Regions from separate parts of the Mus musculus genome. Here region 2 is linked to region 1. Evidence: chromatin contacts called from public HiChIP or PLAC-seq data. All regions are on one chromosome and are shown on one strand. Each heading gives the region's core, a stretch centred on a gene start, on an enhancer-like site or on the middle of the called end of the contact. The rest is flanking DNA. Distances are from core to core; before and after follow the strand shown.

The links. HiChIP or PLAC-seq counts read pairs in DNA pulled down with a chosen protein or histone mark.
Region 2: a contact with region 1 is called in a BATF HiChIP or PLAC-seq map of CD8 T cells, with 24 read pairs. The contact joins the enhancer-like site here to the promoter of Ubr5 in region 1. A contact is called at or near these places in 1 of 39 promoter capture datasets (liver), 1 of 15 datasets of contacts at CTCF or cohesin (the NIH/3T3 cell line), 6 of 484 Hi-C or Micro-C datasets (B cells, CD8 T cells, Sertoli cells and 2 more), 10 of 115 datasets of contacts at active chromatin or transcription factors (CD8 T cells, the SCID.adh cell line, astrocytes and 4 more) and 3 of 9 other capture datasets (adipose tissue, liver and pancreatic islet).

What each region holds. Positions count from the first base shown.
Region 1 is chr15:38,075,864-38,080,932 of GRCm38.p6, forward strand. Ubr5 (ubiquitin protein ligase E3 component n-recognin 5) reads right to left here and starts at 2,991. Exons shown (of 59, transcript NM_001112721.2): 1 at 2,501-2,991. The coding sequence starts at 2,562.
Region 2 is chr15:38,118,440-38,122,811 of GRCm38.p6, forward strand. No RefSeq gene overlaps it. Among named protein-coding and RNA genes, the nearest start is that of Gm35081, 23 kb to the right of the region's middle. Within about 2 kb of position 2,067, at least 20 of the 459 cell types and tissues checked have an H3K27ac peak or open chromatin away from gene starts, as enhancers often do. A contact at or near this core is called in CD8 T cells, Th1 cells and astrocytes, where this site is marked.

The DNA of each region.
Region 1 (5,069 bases), core at 1,741-4,240:
CGTCTACTTATCTAGATAGACAGACACAGATACACACACACAAAGTGTGCACTCCGACAACAAAGTCACAAGCAAGTACCTAAATATTCTTAATACAGTACATGGGCTTTAGGAAAAGCTGAGACTCGGAAAATAACAGATTTTTAAAAAGATCCTGTGTGTAAATTTCTCAAACACCTGAAGTTTAAAAACAAAAAAACACTAAGTGAGGCAGTGGTGGGGCCCGCCTTTGATCCCAGCACTTGGGAGGCAGAGGCAGGCGGATTTCTGTGCTCGAGGCCAGCCTGGTCTACAGAGTGAGTTCCAGGGCAGCCAGGACTACAGAGAAACCCTGTCTCAAAAAACAAAAACAAAAAACTAAGAAGTGATTCAAAAGGTCCAACACACACAGGAGATATAGGACAGTTAGTAAAGTATCTGTCTGGAAGCAGGAAGCCCTGGATTCTATTCCCCAGGTAAACTGGGTGTGGTGGCTCAGGCCTGTAATCACTGAACTGGGGAGGTAGAGGCAGTAGGGTAGGAAGTGCAAGGTCATTATCCTACAGATACGTAGTGAATTCTAGGCCAGCCAGGATTCTGCCTACATAAGTAAATAATAAATAGAAGATTGGTAGCACAAAGACTAAGATCTTGGCATGCACTCTCAATAAATACACTAAAATTCTTGGTACATAAAGTTAGGACCACCACAAAAAGCATGCCCTACTTCTCTGGTGCAAATTTCAAAGTTACAAGCAAAATGACTCAAACATGACCAACACACTTCTCTAAATGGCAGTAGAGCTTTCCTCCCCACTAATCTGATTCTAAGATTTACACCCCCCCCCCAAGCCTTCTGTTGAAGTTGTAAGCATCTCTAATGAAAGTAAGTCAGAGTAAGGATCCTATAACAAAATGTTTAAATTAAAAAATTGTTAACTATAAGACAACTCCAAGTAGTTGATTTTTTTTTTTTTTTTTTGGTTTTTCGAGACAGGGTTTCTCTGTATAGCCCTGGCTGTCCTGGAGCTCACTTTGTAGACCAGGCTGGCCTCGAACTCAGAAATCCGCCTGCCTCTGCCTCCCGAGTGCTGGGATTAAAGGCGTGCGCCACCACGCCCGGCTCGTAGTTGATCTTTTCAACAGGCATTTTGAGTTTTACAAACATGTATTTAAACAATAGGCTACAGTAAAGATTAGACAAATCCCCACCCCAAGCCAGAAACTAGACTGCCAGCCCAGGATCTAAAAGCTGCCAGACCAAGGTAAAGGTAACACTCACACATTAGAGGCCAAGCTAGGTCTCTTCCTCTCTCCGGGAAGAGCATGACAAACTGGGCGTCACACAACGTAAGTCACCCGGTCACTTAGCAAAAATTACACCTTGAATCTAAACTTGATGGCCTTCCACACGCAAAAGAAATATGGGCCAGCAGCGACGTATGCGGGGAGAAGGAAGCTTAAAACGATCCACTTTCCGACCTGTAAACATTTGGCCCATCATTAGATGTGAGTCCTAGATCTCAAGACATGCTTTAATGGAGGCCTCCCTCAACCTCCGAGTCTGTTTTGCAACAGTACAGGGACTTTTTTTCCTGCTTTATCTTAGGTCCCAGTGAGCATGTGGCCCTGCAACTCAATTCAATATCCTAAAGTGGTAAGACACAGTGGCAGAGCGAAGGGGAAAAAAATCCAAATCAAAACAGCCTTAAGAGATTTTTCAAATATTTTAAATCAAAATTCCTCCTCTGCCCGTAACAAACCCAACCCAGAAATTCACAGCGCGTTAAGCAGCACTGCGAACTGCAAACCGAAGAATTTTCCTTTGACACTCCACTCACGGTTTTCAGCTGTCAAATTACAACTCCAGAAAACACTATCATTAGAATAAAAAAGGAAACAAAAAGGCTCTCACCGCAGGGGCCCAGGAGCAGTTTGGCAGTACCAAGGCGAAGGAAGGAGAGCAAAGGGAATCCAATCCACTTCCCCAACCCCCGCCTGACTTCATTCCCCTCCCGGGGCAGTCAACCTCACTGCAGGGGCTCAAATCTAATAATAATAACAATAATCATGGCGCTCCCTCCCTCCTCCCCCTCCCAACCCGCGGTCTGCCGGGAATCTCTCCCCCACCCCCACCCCGCCTCCCCGGGGAAACCCAGCCCCCGGGACACGACTCGCGGGAGCCCCCGAACCCGCCGCTCCTCTTCCCTCTCTTTTCCACCTCCACCATCCCCCATCCGCATTGTCTGTCTCAATTCAACTTTGACTAATATGGATTCCTCGGGCCTGGGCCGGGAGCCCCCGGCTCCGCCGAGTTCAACGAGGCTCCTCGCGGGAGGGGGAGGGGGCAGCGCGCCGGGCCGTCTACACCGCAGCCGCGTCCACACCGCGCCGGCCCCCGCCCCGCGGCCCGAGGCTCCCAAGTTTGGCCCACACCGGGCCTACAGGGGGCGGTAGGGCCCCCGGCGCGGCCGTGGGGGAGGGGAAAAAGGAGGGAGGTGCCCCTCCCCCGCCCCATTACCTGTCATTGAGCTGGTCCTCGGTGCCCGGCAGCGGGTGGACCACGAAATGGATGGACGTCATGGTACCGCCTGCGCGCCCCGCTCCCGGGAACGAGCCGCTCCCGCTGTCGTCCGGCCCCCCGATCCCCTTCCCGTCCCCGGATCCCACGGCCGCCGCCACCGCCTCCTCCTCCCGGTCCCCAAACGGAGGGCCGCGAGCGCGCAGGGACCGCCGCCTCCCCGCCGAGCGTGTGTCCGCGGCCCGGCGGCCCGGCGCGGCGGGCGGGAGGGCGGATCAACGCGCCGCCCGCTCGGCCGGCCACGGCGCGCACGGACGAGGGCAGCCCGGAGCGCGGCGAGCGGCGGGTGGAGAGGTGCCGGGGCGGACGCGGCGGACGCGGGGAGCGGGGAGGGACAGCAGCCCGCAGCGCGCGTCACTGGCGACGAACCGCCGCCGCCAGCGCCGCCGCCGCCATCTTCACTTCTGCCCCAGTTTCTCCGTCTCGCAGCCTGGGCGCCGATCGGCGGGGGAGGGGCGGAGGGCGGGGCCGCGGGGGCGGGGCTCTGCGCGCGGGGCGGGGCTCCGGGAAACGGGCGGCCGGGCCCCAGCGATTGGGCCGCTTAACGTTGTCGGGCCACGGTGCTGTAAGGTGCTCGCCTATTGGCGCGCTGGGCCGCGAGCCCGGCCCCCCGGGGCGGGGCGGCGTGTTCCAGAGAGCACGTGCTCGGGAAGCCGGGCGAAAGGGCACGCGCGCCGGGTTTCTTTTCCTCCCGGATCCCTAATGGTTGTGCATATGCGAATGGCTTGTTGTTGTTTCTCGTCCTCCAGCCGCATTTATACTTAAGAGAAATGTACCCCGAGGAACCAGAGATGCTCCGCTTCCTACGGCAGGCAGTTACGTAAGAGCCTTATCAAAACCTGATAGTAGGATCTTGGAAGTGACTGTGTAGCAGCTTTCATCAGCACTACCATCGTGCAACGTGGAAATTTCCACTTTTTAGTTATTCGTGTGGTTTTTATATGGGGGTGGTTGTGTGTGTGTATACTTTAATGAAAGATGATATGCATCTGTTGTAGGGAGATTTCTTGTGACCTGGGGTATCAGAACTACAACTTATGAAATTCTTCCTCCTCCGCGTACCCTCACTCCCGAACCGGTACAGTTTCCCTCTTAAAGTTTTCTGTGATCCTTTCGAAATATCGAATTCCGCTGAAAGCATGAAGCCTCTTCTCCAGTCTGTAACAGTCGTTCGTTAAATCGGGTATACAACATTAATGATTGCACAGCAGAGCAGTTTTCTTCTCTTCTTTAGTTTAGGAAGTTCTTTTGAGAATACATGAAAAATTAGATATCAAGATTTACTGGGTACACCATGAGACAGATAAGGAATAATTTTTAGTTGGCCATCAGCTCCAGTTTTCACCTAGATAAACTACAAAGTGTTCAAGGCTGGTCAATGATGCACACCTTTGTCCCAGCACTCAGAAGACAGAGGCAGACAGACATCTTAAGTTGTGGGCCAGCCTGATCTAAGAGTTCCAGGCCAGTTAGAACTACACAGTAAGACCTTGTGTCAGTCAATTAATAGTGAGTTAAGCCACTGAAAGCGCTGCATCCCATGACTACCAACCATCCTGTAATTGCTACTTTGATTTTTTTTTCCCCTCAAGTCCGTGTGATGGACACTGCTGGTTCTAGAGTCAGACAAAGTAGAATTTCAGTCCTGATTCTGCTACTTAACCAAGTGGCCTTAATTATTTACCCAGTTACAGCATTTTGTTATACACTGGGTCTAAATACTGTATGTCAAGCAAAAAGATGTGTCAGGCACACAGCAGTTCATACACATAATGAAAGATTTTTAACATATTGTGTGCACTGCTTTATACTGCCAATGGCTCCAAGTACAGTACACCTCACTCTAAGGCAAAGGATGTCCTGGCTAGCCCGGCAGTGGTGATCCACACCTTTAATCTCAATGCTCCAGGGAGGTAGGCAGAGATCTTTCTGTTCCAAGCCAGCCTGGTCTACACAGTGAGTTCAGGAAAGCTAGGAATACACACAGAGAAACCCTGTCTAGGAGAGGTGGAAAAAAGTCCTTGTTGCATAAGGATTCCAGAGCCCAAACACCTTAGTGCTGAGGCTCAGACAAAAAGCAGTTGTGACTCTGAGTCCGTTCACAATATAATAGCTCCCATCTAGTAGTTAATAATTTAGAAGTATGTAAAACCAATCCAAAAAGATAGGCATGATAAACGCAACGAGAGTGCAGTTAAAAGAGGGAATGGTTCCAGCCAAGAGAACTAAGAAAAGTCATAGGCAGAGAGAGCCTCAAGGATGCTCTGAGCATGTCGGCTTCAGATGCTCTTGACCAGGGCTCACACCGGGCCCCTCCGCTTTGCCATGTTTTTTTCTTCCAAACCTCCCTTCTCCACCTTCCTTTCCATTATGTGTCCAGCCTCATTTATCCACTCCTAGTTTTTTGTACCTAAAGTTCAGACTCTCTCCTCACTCAAAGCATGTAGTAGTAATCATATATTACATGAAGAAATAAGGTTGGGGGGTGGCAGTGTGGTGGTTTGAATAA
Region 2 (4,372 bases), core at 817-3,316, 42 kb after region 1:
ACACATACACACGCATACACACACACACACACACGCACGGACGCGCACGGACGCGCACGCACACGCACGGAGGGAGGGAGGGAGGGAGGGAGGGAGGGAGGGAGGAAGGGAGGGAACAAATAAGCTGATCTTAAGTATATGACAGTCCTCCCAACAGAGCCTGCCATGAACAACATAGCTGTTCAGTTTTGGTTTTGGTCTTGAGATAGTCTCACGTAGCCCAGGCTAGCTACAGTGTATTATATATGTAGCTGAGGATGACCTTGAACTTCTGACCCTCCCACCTCCTCTAAAATTCTAACACTGGGATTATTACAGTGCATCAATAGTCGTGCCTTATACATCACTAGCAATGGAACGGAGGGTTTTGTGCATTGTAAGCAAGTTCTCTACCAGCCTAGGTCTCTTCCCAGCTCCTCACCAGATGGGTTTTGATTTGGGTTAATTTCACAGTTAAGTCATTAGTCCCCTGTGTCATAGCAAATAGATAGGTGAAATGATAAACTTTTAATGTGTTGGTGTTTATGGGGGTTGTTACATTGTACATTACAGCTAAAGTTTTTCAAATGAGTATCCTCAGGTTATCTGTCTTCTGAGAGGATATTAAGAGAATTTTGGTGTATTGGCCACTGGAATATCTGCTAGCTTTAGGGGAATTGGTTTTTGAGTCTTAACCGGGTGCCTTGGCAAAGTTGATGGACTTTGCTTTAACATTCCATTTTCCCTGCCAAGGGTATGCTGTTTGTTTGGACTTGCAGTCTCTTTGCCATGCTATATGTGCTGTGTGTCCCCACACACTCTGTGGGAGAGTTAATCACTTTGGAATCTGAATTGAGCTGAACATGAGTCTCTGGTGCTCCTGGTCCCACTCACACTTACCTGGAGTCTCTAGAGGATTGCCAGCCTGCCTGCAGGTTAACATCAGCTTCTATACTGCTATGTAACTGAGGCTGGCCCTGAACAATCCTCATGCCTAAGCCTCCCAAATTGGGATTACAGGTGTGTGCCACCATCACTGGTTTGTCCCCTCCTCTTGAAACAGATACTGCTCCTCAGTGGGAAGCCCCTCAGTTTACTGATGGTGCTGAGAAGGTGAATCTAGAGCTCTGGTGCCGTGAAGGTGAATCTAGAGCTCTGGTGCCGTGAAGGTGAATCTAGAGCTCTGGTGCCGTGAAGGTGAATCTAGAGCTCTGGTGCCGTGAAGGTGAATCTAGAGCTCTGGTGCCGTGAAGGTGAATCTAGAGCTCTGGTGCCGTGAAGGTGAATCTAGAGCTCTGGTGCCGTGAAGGTGAATCTAGAGCTCTGGTGCCGTGAAGGTGAATCTAGAGCTCTGGTGCCGTGAAGGTGAATCTAGAGCTCTGGTGCCGTGAAGTTGAATCTAGAGCTCTGGTGCCGTGAAGGTGAATCTAGAGCTCTGGTGCTGTGAAGTTGAATCTAGAGCTCTGGTGTCATGAAGGTGAATCTAGAGCTCTGGTGCTGTGAAGTTAAATCTAGAGCTCTGGTGTCATGAAGGTGAATCTAGAGCTCTGGTGCTGTGAAGGTGAATCTAGAGCTCTGGTGCTGTGAAGTTAAATCTAGAGCTCTGGTGCCATGAAGGTGAATCTAGAGCTCTGGTGCCATGAAGGTGAATCTAGAGCTCTGGTGCCATGAAGGTGAATCTAGAGCTCTGGTGCCGTGAAGGTGAATCTAAAGCTCTGGTGCTGTGAAGTTAAATCTAGAGCTCTGGTGCCATGAAGGTGAATCTAGAGCTCTGGTGGCCCCTCATACTGATTCTCCTTCTCCCCGCTGTAGGGTTTGAACCCAGGGTCAGCACATATGTATGTTCTCCAACACGGGATTGTCTACCATCTTTTACTGCCCTCTTCTACTTCAGCAACAGAACAACATGGCCACTCAGAGTAAACATTGCCCTCTTTAGCCTTCCTTGCAACAAACTGTGGCACTGAGACAGTTCAGGCTGGTGGGAAAGGGTGTTTATATTTAGGTATTGTCACCTTACTGTATGGGTATGATGTATCTCTCTCTGAAGTGTGTCATGAAAGCCATATGTTAAGGATGGAAGACAGGAAATAGAGAGGCTGGGCTGGTGAGATGACTCAGTGGATGAACATACTGGCCCTGCAGGCCTGATGAGTTGGCCTGAGATCAAAGTATGGAACCCATTTAAAAAAAAAAAAAAAACTCACACCTTAGAACTTCTCTTGGAGTTGGAGGAAGAGACAGGAGAGTCAGCTAGAAGCGTACACACACTACCGCAGTCCAAATAAGAGACTGTGCCTCCAAAATGAAGTGGGAAGAGAAGTAATTCTGACATCCATGTGCACATGCACACTTGCACACAGAATAAATAGCTAGATGATCAATAACTTCAAGCTATTTCCCCTACTAAGTACAACTAAGACCTAAGAATGTTATACAGAGACAACCATAATGAGGCAGGAGCTGAGCTTGAGGCCCTGGATTTGGCCCCTAGCATGGCAAAAACCAACAACAGAACCAGCAACATCAAACATTCTGGCCATGAAGAGAAGACAGATCACCTAGGGACATGGTGACCCAAGGAACAGTATGGTAGCGAGTTCCCAGTGGGTTTTGGTTTTTCTTTGCCTAATATATCTTGGGTTTGGAAGGGAATAAGTCAGCAGCTTCGAAATGCCAACAGGCTAAGAAGAGAGAAAGGCTCCAACAAAGCCTTCCCTCACCAGCCAAGGCCCTGAAAAGGGGGCAGCTAAGCAAGAACAGAACAACTTTCAGTTGAAAAAATGGCTCTAACTGTAGCCAAATACCACAGAGAAGCTGTGGCCCCCATTCTACCACTGTTAGAAAAGGCTGAATGGGAGCCTGGACGTCGTCTACCCTTCCTGGGCTGTGAAGCAAGTGCTGAGTGTACAGTGTGAATATAAAACCACTCAGGATGCTGTGAAACAGGCCATACTGGGACCTGAGAATTCCATCCCTACCAGCAGCAGAGACCACACAGGCAGCCCAGGCTTCCACGTTACCCACCCACATAATGAGACACTTTTTGCCCACTGGGATGGTGTCAGAGTAGGGCTTTGCCTATGCCCAGCAGCAACCAGGCTACCCCATGCCCTGTGATGTCAGTGGAAGCCACGTGGGCTGTATATAGAAGGTCCTACTTCTATCCTTGGCAGTGAGAACAGCAGACTAAGAAGCGTCTGGGGTAACACTCAATGGAACAGGACTTGCATAGCAAGTGTAAGATCCTGGGTTTGTTTTTCAGTACTGCAAAAATGGAAAATTCTCACCTAACCTAGAAAAGGCCAAAGAAAAAAAAGCAATAAACAGTGAAAATCATTGAGAAAACCACAATAAAGGCAAACATAATGAAACAGATCTTTCTATAAAAAAGATCATTGCAATGCAGGGGTAAGTAGTAAGATGGATAAATCACAAAGAAATAGATATGAAAAATAATGCAGGGATATAGTTGTACACTGCCCACATATCAAACATGTAATACAAGCTGTGAAATATAGGTCAGAGGTAGAACAGAAATGTCCAGTGTACAAGCCCCACCCCTGTTGTGGTAAATCTCAATCCCAAATATGCTCCGGCAATGAAAACACAATACAGTTAATATGATTTCATGCTGTGCACCTAGATTGGGCAGCTCTACCACTACACTACCATCTTCCACATCTATGAGACCCCTTAGAACTTGTGGTTCCTTCAGGCCATGTGCTTCTGCTCTGCTTTTCTTTGTCTTCCTCCTCCTCTGCATCCTCTCCCTCTTCCGTTTTCTCCTTCGTCTCTCCCCACTTTCTGCTCTACCTTCCCTTCTATCTACCCAATCATCAGCTCTGCTTTATTTTACAAATTGAAGTGTGAATCAAGTTTACAGGAAATCACCTGAGTGCTGACTCACTCCTTGTTCACAACCACTCACAGGAGAACGGAATTAACATCAAATATAATTAGCCCCAGGGCTATCCACAACATCTCACCCCACCCCCAATGAAATAAGCCCTAAAGATTACTACAAAAGATTACACTACTAAAAAATTTAGAGTAGGATAAAATAGGATACTTTATTGTTTGTTTGTTTTGAGGCAGAGTCTCTCTACATAGCCCTGGCTCTCCTGGAACTCATCATGTGGACCAGGCTGGACTTGAACTCTGAGATCTGCCTGCCTCTGCCTGGGATTAAAAGTGTAAACTACTATGGTTGGCCAAGGGCACGTTTTAAAAGCAGAAACCAAGCACTTTTAGCTGGTGCCCTGCATGTCTATTACAGTGATAAAGACCATGACCCAAGTAACTTGAGGGGGATAGGGTTTATTTGGCTTTGAAGTCCCCATCACAGCCTGTCACTGAGGGACGCAGAGGAAGGAACTTAAGCAGAGACCAT